Linked DNA regions of Sus scrofa: region 2 is linked to region 1. The links are chromatin contacts, called in public HiChIP or PLAC-seq maps. All regions are on one chromosome and are shown on one strand. The core of a region is the stretch at or near the end of the contact, and the rest is flanking DNA. Distances in the headings are between cores, read along the strand shown.

Region 1 (5,077 bases), core at 924-3,423:
CAACTCGACCCCTAGCCCAGGAATTTCCATATTCCACACATGCAGCCCTAAAAATAAAATAAATAAATTTTTTAAAAATACAGAGAGGGCCATTGAGAGGGTAAACAAGAAACCTGCTAAGGCCCTGCTTGTAGTAAGTAGTCTACTGCTGTGTAACAAACCCGCCCAGCAGTGGCATGAAAGGATGCCCATTTTATTATGTTCACAGGAATCTGGAAAGGGCACCTCAGAGACCAGTTGTCTTTGCTCCACATTGTTTGGGACCTCAGCTGGGAAGACTTAAAGGTTCATGGGCTGGAAGCATCTGGAAGTTCTCTACCCTAGGCTACATGGCTAAAAGGCTGGACTTAGCTGGAGCAGTTGAGCAGAGCACCTAACATGGCCTTCTATATGGCTGGCTCCCTGCATGGCTGCTGGGTCCTCGGAGAGCGTGCCCTGGGAGGGAGGGTCCTGAAAGGGGGTCTCTGTAGAGGGAGAACCAAGAGAACCAGGAGAAGCTGTGTGCCTTTCTAGGACTTAACCTCAGAAGTCACGTGGTATCATTTGTCCCATACTCTATTGGTCAAGGCAGTCAGAAGTCCATTCAGATTCAGGGGAGGGGACATAGCCCTTGCTTTTTGATGAGAGGAATGTCAACCATTGAAAAATTGCTGGAGTTCCCGTCGTGACGCAATGGTTAACGAATCCGACTAGGAACCATGAGGTTGCAGGTTCAATCCCTGCCCTTGCTCAGTGGGTTAAGGATCCGGTGTTGCCGTGAGCTGTGGTGGAGGTCACAGATGCAGCTCGGATCTGGCGTTGCTGTGTGGCTCTGGCATAGGCTGGCAGCTACAGCTCTGATTAGACCCTTAGCCTGGGAACCTCCATATGCCGTGGGAGAGGCCCAAGAAATGGCAAAAAGACAAAAAAAAAAAAAAAAAATTTGCTATAGTCCTCACGTAAACCAGAGGACATACACATCTATTCCACAGATTCTCCTTACATTGCTGCAGTTAAAAGGAAACTGCAGCCTACTTTTTATTATTTATTTATTTATTTTTGTCTTTTTGCCATTTCTTGGGCCGCTCCCATAGCATCTGGAGGTTCCCAGGCTAGGGGTCTAATCAGAGCTGCAGCCGCCAGCCTACACCACAGCTACAGCAACTCAGGGTCAGAGCCGTGTCTGAGACCTACACCACAGCTTATGGCCACGCCGGATCCTTAACCCACTGAGCAAGATCAGGGATCGAACCCGCAACCTCATGGTTCCTAGTCGGATTCATTAACCACTGAGCCACAACTGGAACTCCCCAGCCTACTTTTTAATCAGCCATGATGTCACATTCCTTTTTTTCAACCTGAAATTCTTTTCTCGACTTAATTTTTTTTTCCTTTTTCAGCCTATGAATGATATAATTCTGTCTGGAAACTACTAGAGAATAGATGCTGAGGTCTTACTCTCAGAGGATCAGTTTTGAATCCACAAGGAAGGGAAGGGAAAACACTGGAATTCCCTCAAATTGTGCAGGGGAGTTTTGGCATTGAAAAAAAGTTCAATACTATTAAAGAAAGACTATGGATGACAATTTAAGGCATCTGTCCCAGTAGCTCCTGGTGAAAACACACAGGTGTCTGGATCCTTACATTGAATTAAAATATTAATACTTTTAGAACACTTATTAAGTCATACGCCCAGTTGGATAATAACAGAAAGAAAAAATTTTCCTCTCGCAAGTGATTAGAAGTCTAGGCGGGAGGAGGCGGATTCTCCCTCCTTTGCCTTAAATGCTAGAACTGAAATAGAAACAAGGAGCTCAGGGTAAATGGGATGGGGAAGCCCCAGTGAAAGAACTGGCCTGCATTCAAGTCCTTATAAAGGGTCAGGTGTCAATCGGGGGGAACGGAGGAAGGGACGAGACAACGGCATGCACTACTAAGTGAGGATAACTTGAAAAAGCAAGACCTAGGGCCCCTGAAAACGCCTTGCTTGAGAGTCTGTAAAAGGTAAACACTACTTGTTCACATCGACATCAACACGGTGAGCCCATTTCGCCTGGGAGAAATCTGGGGGACGGGTTTAGACGCGTCGTTTCAGAAGTCTCCCAGTAGAGGGCGCCGTCAGCCCGCGGGTCCTCAGCATGACTGGGCTGCGGAGGCGGAGAGTCCTCGGCCCGGGGGCGGGGCCGTCGCGCTCACGTGACCCTCGCTCATGGCGGCGGCGGCAGCGGCGGCGCTGGCGGCGCTCGGCGGCCGGAGCCGGATCCTGTAGCCGGGGTGTGGGCCCGCGTCAGTCCGTCCCTCCTTCGGCCCGCTCGCTTGTCTTCCGGAGTGTGGCTGGCAGAGCCGGGATGGCGGAGCGAGGCCTGGAGCCGGCGCCGGCTGCGGTGGCAGCACTGCCGCCCGAAGTGCGGGCGCAGCTGGCGGAGCTGGAGCTGGAGCTCTCGGAGGGTAGGAGCCGGGCCGGGGGTGGGGAGCCTGGCCGGGGGTCGGGTTGGGCGGTCGGGGGGTCGGGCAGGCGCCCGGGCGCCGCTGCGGATCGCTGGAAGGGGAGACCAGGTCCCCGCCGCGCGCCCTGGTGGTGGCGCGGGCGGAGGGGAGGAGGGTTCCGGAAATCTGGCCGGGGCTCTGAGGGGTCGCTTCTCTCCGCTCCCACCCTGGGCAGTGGATTTCCGCGTAGTTCATTGTGTTCCCTGGGCGGGGGTGAGGAGGGGCTTGGGGGGAGAGGTCCTTCCCCGGCCCGGGCTGCTGCTGCGCTCCCTGCCCCCCAAAACCCGAGACAAAGCTGAGCCCTCCCGCTCCTGCCGGGGCGTCGGGGCACGGTGGGGGCGGGGTGGGAGTGAGGCCACCAGCAGGGTGGCTGACAGCCTTCTCCAGTCCTCCTCTCCCCTTTTCGAGGGGAGGGCCCCACGCCTGTTTCAGCTCCCCTTCCCCCCTTCAGCAAATGAGAAAGACACAGGGGAAATCCGCAGCATTTCTTCTTCCTTCTTTAACAATGCGAGATGCCTCCCCCGTGACAGGAGTGAGGTGGAAGCAGGGTGGGCCGTTGAGGGTCCTAGGGAGGCCAGAAGCTGTGGCCTTAACCCAGAGAGAGACACCGGGGCTGCTTTTAGACCACCTTTGTCATAAAGATTTTTTCCTGCTTGCCTGTATTCGGACTGAATTTTCCGCATCTAATCCACCTTTTGGAGTCTTTGAAGAGAGGAGAGAGGTGGCTCCCGGTTACATGCAAATCCTGACCGGCACCGGCTTTCTTTTGACAATGGATTGTTACCAGGAGGCTTGGATTGGTTTTGAGAATTAAAAGAATGGAATAAATCGAGCCACTATTCTTGGAGAAGTCCCTGGACGGCAATGAGAGAAACGTTGCTCTGTTGTGGGCATGTGATCAGGCTTCTTGTGCAGTTGTGATCAGTTCTCCATAAAGTTCCTGTTTTTATCACAGGCTGCCTCTGAGACAAAAGCAGCATTTTCCTCCAAGCTTGATGTCAGCCCTGTGGTAGCGTCCCCAGAGCTGCATATTCTTATTGAGTTCTTTGCCAAAAGCCCTCTTCACAAGCGTTTTTCAAGTGGATTAAACATTGCTGATTGGAAAAGAAGAATGTGACAAGTTCCCAGGAGAGTTCTGACTTTTTGTTTACTTATCAGGGCATTCTCTCTCCCACCCCCCAGTCCTTTGCAGGGAAAAGCCAGAAGTAGATTGGAGTGTTATAAAACCAGTTGGGCATGGAGGGAAATAATTATTTGTAATAACCCTGTTAGGTTTTCCCAATGTATAGGGAGGTGCTGTTTTCATTTGCACTTAATAATCAACGTGTTATTTTTCAATTAATCAGTTGGGAAGTTCTTCTTGGGCCAGACCCCAGAAACAGTTGCGGTGGTGGATGAGTTTGTTTCTGTGAAGTGTTCAGGGCATTGCCATCTTGGTTCTGTCTCTCAAATTACCTCATTTCTCTAAACTGAAGCATTGTCATTCAATCTGTGATGGCTCTTATTCAAATCGGACTTTTAAACCAGTTAGTTTATAGTAACAAATCAGCCTATCTTTGATGAGCCAGAGAAGTTTGGCTGGAAGTTTGCGTCAGATGAGATTAAAAATAGGAGTTGATTGCTTTTACATGGAGAGGGAAACCCTGGAAGCTCCTTATTCTTGGTCTCTCTGCTTCCAGCTGATTTGTGTTTACTTTTCTGGGTGTTCCTAGAGATGATTCCGAGGAACTGTTTCTAGGGCTCACACTGATTAGCTCACCTTTCTCTCCTTCAGGAAGGTGTGAAACTCCTACAAACTGGGATGCCAAGGCTTCAGCCTTTTTTTAAGGACAAGTGCATGATTTGTTTTCTGATGCAGGATTGTTTCGGTTTGGCCTGAGACTTAGTTCGAATTGGTTTCTTAAAGATTTATAACTGCATTATTCTGCAGTTTATCTCTTTTAGCGATCGGAAACTGGACAAAAAAAAAAAAAAACCCCTTGGGCCTGCAGTGTCAGCATCTTAGCCATCTGTCTTTCTCTCTTGTTTGAGGTACAGAGGATGGTTGACTGGAGAAGTAGGTAAACGGTTTTTAGGAATTCAAGCGAAGTCAAAACAACTCAACACCCCCTCCCCCAGATCTATAGCATATTGTTGTTTGTCTGTGGTGTATTATGAAGGAACTTTTGTTTTACGTTTCCTCCACAGTTACTGCTCTGAGCAAAGTACTTTTTTTCTTCTGGAGAAAAAAAAAAAAAGATGCTTTTAACTGTATGTTTATTGTGTGTTGCTGGCTCTGGTGCACCCATTCCTCGATTTTATTCATTTTTTTTAAGCTTTAGGCTGTAGTTGGACCTAATTATAGTGATCATCCGAGCTGCGTGCTGTTAAAGAATTTTTTTCGTGCATGCCCGTATTTTCAGCTGCAGGTTTTGGTCGCAGATGAGCCAGCCCTGTGCTGGAACGCAGATTGTGCCTCCCTGGGCTGTTTGCCGCAGAGCGCCTTGCAGAGCCCAGTGCTGTGGCTGATGCTTCGGGCAGGTCATCGTGGACTTGGTGCTTAAAGCCTTCTGCTCTCGCACCAAAAAGAACAGCCTGACCCTGTCTAGGGAATCATTTAAAATTGAATGGA
Region 2 (5,077 bases), core at 1,857-4,356, 110 kb after region 1:
TACATCTGATTTGGGGGCCACCTACAAATAAACAGTGGACAAAGCACAGTAAGAAAACACCGGAGACCCAGATTCTGGTCTAGCTGTGTATCCTTAATCTCTCAGTTTCTCGTTCTGTCATAAAGTAATGCCTTTTCTGTTTACTGAAAGGATTTGGGAGTAGGTTAAATGAATTATCAGAATATTTTGAAAAGTTAGAATGGTGGCTGTGTTATGTAGCGGCATTTAGTGAAGAGGAAAGTAAACTGATGACCCATAAGGTAAATATCAGCCCTAAATTTCAAGCATCTGAGGATCCCATGTTGCTCTTCCCCTTTGGCTGGGCCCGCAGAGCAGCAGTAGGGCCAGAGTCTTATCCTGATCATTGGATATTGAATTTACAGCCTTCATATATGCTTTTTGCTCCAAGCATGCCACTCTCACAGCTATGGGTTTGAGAAATTCTGTCTTCGGTTCAGTGTCTGTCTCTCCTGACTGTCACACTTCAAGACACAACCCAACAGCAACTTTTGTGAAGTCTTCCCAATCTTTCTGGAGTCAAATTTGGAGCTTTCTTCTCTCTTTTTTAATTTTATGGCTGCACCCACTGAATATGGAATTTCCCAGGCTAGGGATTGAATCTGAACCACAGCTGTGACTTATGCGGCAGCTGTGGCAATGCCAGTTCCTTTAACCCACGGTGCTGGGCCAGGGATTGAACCCACACCTCCTCAGTGACACGAGCCACTGCGTAGGGATTGTTAACGCACTGTACCATGGCAGGAACGGAGCTTCTCTCTGAAAATGAATGTAGTGTCATGTTTAAGAGGAGCCGTCCTGGAGCCAGGTCTGCCTGGGTTCAAATCCTGATCATAGCACTTACTAGGTATAACTGTGGACAAGTTGCTTAAACTTCCTGTGCCTCAGTATCCTCACCTGTAACAGGTCACCTGATAAGACTGTTATGAGGCTTTTTGAACAGAGGCTGATACATCATAAGCTCTTGAGAAGTGGTGTTATTTTCTTATTTATTCTTATTGAATATTATAATTATTTTTATCACCTCTTCCTCAGCACTTACATAGGACTTTGTACATAATCTCTAGTGTAGCACCTGTCACTTTTATTGTAAATTTTTGTGTAGACCTAGAACTTCTTAAAGGCATAGATGCTGTTTTACTCATCTTTGTTTGACGTTCTGCATGTCATCCAGAGTTTCTTTTTTTCTTTGTGGCATCTTCCAAATCCCCCCAGCCATTGCCACCATCCACTGAACAAGTGTGACTTGGAGGCAGGGCTGCAGTGGCACATACCTTTTTATTTCCTCTGGAGCAAAAAGAGTTTATGGCTGGAGCTATAATCTGTGCTCCATTCCACCAACATCAGACAACCACACGACTTGGTGACCCTTCAGAATTTCCCAAACCCTGTGTTTATTTAGCACTGAGTTGCTCAGGGTGCTGCCCAAGTTCGTCTGCGGGAATTTCTTAGCATTGCCCTGCTTCTTCTGAGGGAGAGACGTGGCCATACCACACAGAGCCAGCCGGCAGCAGCGGAAAACCTGTAAGCCACTAACTGGCTGCACCATTAGGAGTTCAAGTCCCAGCTCTGATATCAGGGAGAAAGACCAGAACCAAACCAAGCATCACCAGTCTGTACAGCTTTCCTTCCCCTACCCGGGGGAGAGCACGGCACTTCCCTCTGGGCTCCGAGTTCACTTGGTGTGCATCTCTCCATGGCTCTTGGCTGTAGAATATTTGTCATGCTTGTTTGCCTTGTCCCCTCTCTTTAAACATAGTTGCCCGCCCCTGCTCCCATCAGCCAGCAAAGGAGGCTTCAGTAATTGTTTGTGGATATTGGAACTTTCGATAGCCCAGAGCCCACGCTAAGTATTTTTAATCACAAATAAGAACGTTGCAAAGTAGGTATTATTATTCCCCATTTTCAGACATGGAAGCCAAGGCTTATCAAGAAGGTAAGGGCAACTTGTCTGGAGTCAGATGGCCCAGAAGCGGTAAGTCTGTGCTCCAGGCATGGCTGTGTTTAGCTCTTAGGTTCCAAACCACAGTAGGTGCCACCCCCCAGTGTAAATACACACTCCCCGACCGGCTCACCCACCTGTGGGACTATTCCTCCTGTCATTGCTGACCTTTAAGAGGCTCAGGTTGGCTGGGGGGCTCACACACACCCCCTTCCAGCCCCTCTGGCAGCCTGTCTGGAGATGATCTGAGGGCCGCCTGTGCCAGGCTGTTTTCATTGGTCCCAGGTGGCAAAGAGAGGCATTGGGAACGGATGTCCTTTCTGTTCCGCCCCCCACATGTAACTTCGGTAGGTATGGTATCAGCTGTCAGATGTGGTGGTGCTGAAGCAGCTAGACCATCTCAGGGCCCTTGGGTCTCCAACGGCTTAGGGCTGGACTCTTGGGTCCCTATCTTATCAGGCTAGGTGCCTTCACACCTGCCAGGTGCTGCAGACCCCAGGAGGTGGCTACTTTTCTAAGTGTTCTCTTGGGTGGAGCAATATGTTACCCTAGTGGGAGGGGAAGGCTAATCCTCCCCATATTTGTTTAGTTCTCAAAAAACTTGAACAACAGGTTTAACTTAGCTCTGTGCCATTTAATGCAAATTTTATACAGGTATAGTTATGGCACTCCTTTTCATTTTATGTGCCAGATGGCAAAAAATCTGTTGTGAGTAAGAATGCCTGTGGTGTGACTTGTGTCTGTGAGCTCAGGAGGCTCCGTGTTCTCCCCGGAGGCCGTGTCGCCGAGACAACCTTCTCCTCTAGTGTCCTTCTGGCTTTAAGTCAGCAGAACCGCCCAGCACACTCCAGACAGGATTCTCCAGTGCAGCCGTTTGCAAACTTCCTGATTTTTAAGCCTTATTGGAAGGCACCTGTTAGAAATGCGGGTATCTGGGTCTCAATCCAGACTTAGTGACTCAGAATCTTCATGGGAGGCGCCTGGGAATTTGTATTTTTACAAAGTTCCTAAGATGATTCTTAAAAATTGGGCAAATTTAGAAAGCACAGCTTTAGTGCGGTGAAAAGTGCTTAACTGCAGGTGGTGGGAATGCTGAGACACAGGCTGTAGGAGGCAGTGACAGCGGTGTGGGTAACACATCCGGTCACGTGAAATAACGGAGTTCTTTCTGTCTGGTCCTGCTCTCTGGCTATCTGGTGGAGTCCCTTCGCTCTTAGTGCCCAGCGATTTATGTACTATTCCTCTCTTGCTTTTCTGGCCACCTTTGAGGTCTAGCTGTCGGGTTTCAGTAAACTTTTGGTTCACTAAATTGCTCTCCTTGGGTGTTCTAGCTTCTGCTGACGTAAAGATCTCTTTTTCTCCCATTTCCAGTTTTCCACCTGAGCACGCATGTCTTTCTGATTTATTGTTCTCTCACTGCCTTCATTTTACCAATTCATCCAGCACTCATTCAAGTGTCTGTCGTGCCAGGCTGTAGGCGGGCTACAGAGATGAATAAGACACAGTAGCTGCCTTCAAGTGCACAATGTAGTAAGGACACAGATGTGTAAACAGATCATTAAAATACCAGTGATGTGCTAAGTGCCATCATGGAAGGGTATGCAGAGTTGTAGGGGCACCAGGAGGAAGTGACCATCAAGTGGTGGCCAGCATCACAGAGGAGGTGACTTTTGAGCAGGGTCTTGTACTCAGAGAAAAGGGAGGGGGATATTTGTAGGTGACATCACTGTAGTCCTCACATCTCTTTGCAGAGTGTCTTCTCCTAGGTCTCTTTAGTATCTGCTTGTTTATGGAATGAATGGAGCTAATTGTCATGGCTGAATTAGATTCTTTTAATTGATTTTTTTCTTTTTTTTTTTTTTTTTTTTCTTTTTTAGGGCCACACCCGAGGCATATGGAGGTTCGCAGGCTAGGGGTCTAATCAGAGCTATAGCTGCCAGCCTGTGCCACAGCAACATGGGATCCGAGCTGCGTCTGCGATCTACACCACAGCTCACGGCAATGCCGGATCCTCAACCCACTGAGCAAGGCCAGGGATCGAACCCAAAACCTCATGGTTCCTGGTTGGATTTGTTTCCGCTGAGCCGTGACGGGAACTCCAAATTCTTTGACTTGTTTCGAAACCCGAGGTGGTCGGTAGTTGATGTTCAAGATAACAAGTCTAGCGGTTTGTCCCACGACGACGCTTTATAGTGAACAGTGTCAGTGAGCCCTCTAAGCACTGAAAAAGCTTTTAAAGGCCTTTGACTTTATCAGATGTGTTCTGAGCCAGCAGTGCTGCCCTTCAGGGAGTGGGGAGCATGTGTGTGTGTGTGTGTGTGTGTGTGTGTGTGTGTGTGTGTGGAGTGTGGAGTGGAGTGGAGGTCGGGGAGCTTATAAGTGGGAAATGGAGAATGCTTTATTCTTTTGCAATAAAAGACATAATTTCCTGTCTCTAAGGAAGGTTTCCTTGATAGGCTCCTGCATCTCTGTTAGTTTTCTGCACTGTTAGGGATTACCTAAACTCTTTAGTTTGCTAATTTGACAAGGCTTGGTTTTTATTTCCAAAAATGCACTGTGGGTTTCTCTTATTTCACTAGAAAAATAGAGATGAAGAAGGGTCATTGTGATTAAATCTGTATGGTCTACTAAATAGTCATGATTGCAGTCTTAAAATGTTTATTGTTTCTTGAAATAATGGATGCTCATTGTAGAAAAATTAGAAAATACAGGCAAGCAAAAATGAAAAAAAAAAAAAAAAAGGCAAGCTAAAACCAACCTATAATCTTGCAAGCCATAGCTGACCACTGTTAATATTTTGGTGTATACAAATGCAGAATTCTCTTATGTATAAGGTATGTCTAAAATATTGTTATTCTAAAAATTGAATATGTCTAAACTGTGTAAACTCTTCAATATCCTGCCTTCTTTCCTTCCTTTTATAATGTGACCATGTTAACAAATATATGTCTATTGAACCATTCGTTCTTAACAAGAAAAAAAAACTTGATTGTTTAGATTATGCAGGTCATTCAGGCTTGGCTTTTTTTTTTTTTTAAATCAAACTCTATTAAAGTATATAAAACAAATGAAAACCCCCATAATCTCATTTCCCCCAATAATAAATTGTATAGATAT

Evidence for each region. HiChIP or PLAC-seq counts read pairs in DNA pulled down with a chosen protein or histone mark.
Region 2: an H3K27ac HiChIP or PLAC-seq map of alveolar macrophages shows a contact between it and region 1. The contact joins the enhancer-like site here to the promoter of DIP2B in region 1. A contact is called at or near these places in 2 of 5 promoter capture datasets (fetal liver and liver), 35 of 47 Hi-C or Micro-C datasets (adipocytes, adipose tissue, alveolar macrophages and 17 more) and 2 of 2 datasets of contacts at active chromatin or transcription factors (alveolar macrophages and skeletal muscle).

What each region holds. Positions count from the first base shown.
Region 1 is chr5:16,370,854-16,375,930 of Sscrofa11.1, forward strand. It overlaps DIP2B (disco-interacting protein 2 homolog B), which reads left to right and starts at 2,174. Exons shown (of 39, transcript XM_021091658.1): 1 at 2,174-2,427. The coding sequence starts at 2,328.
Region 2 is chr5:16,475,960-16,481,036 of Sscrofa11.1, forward strand. The region is part of intron 1 of DIP2B (disco-interacting protein 2 homolog B); the gene reads left to right. Among named protein-coding and RNA genes, the nearest start is that of DIP2B, 110 kb to the left of the region's middle. Within about 2 kb of position 3,107, at least 10 of the 83 cell types and tissues checked have an H3K27ac peak or open chromatin away from gene starts, as enhancers often do. A contact at or near this core is called in alveolar macrophages, where this site is marked.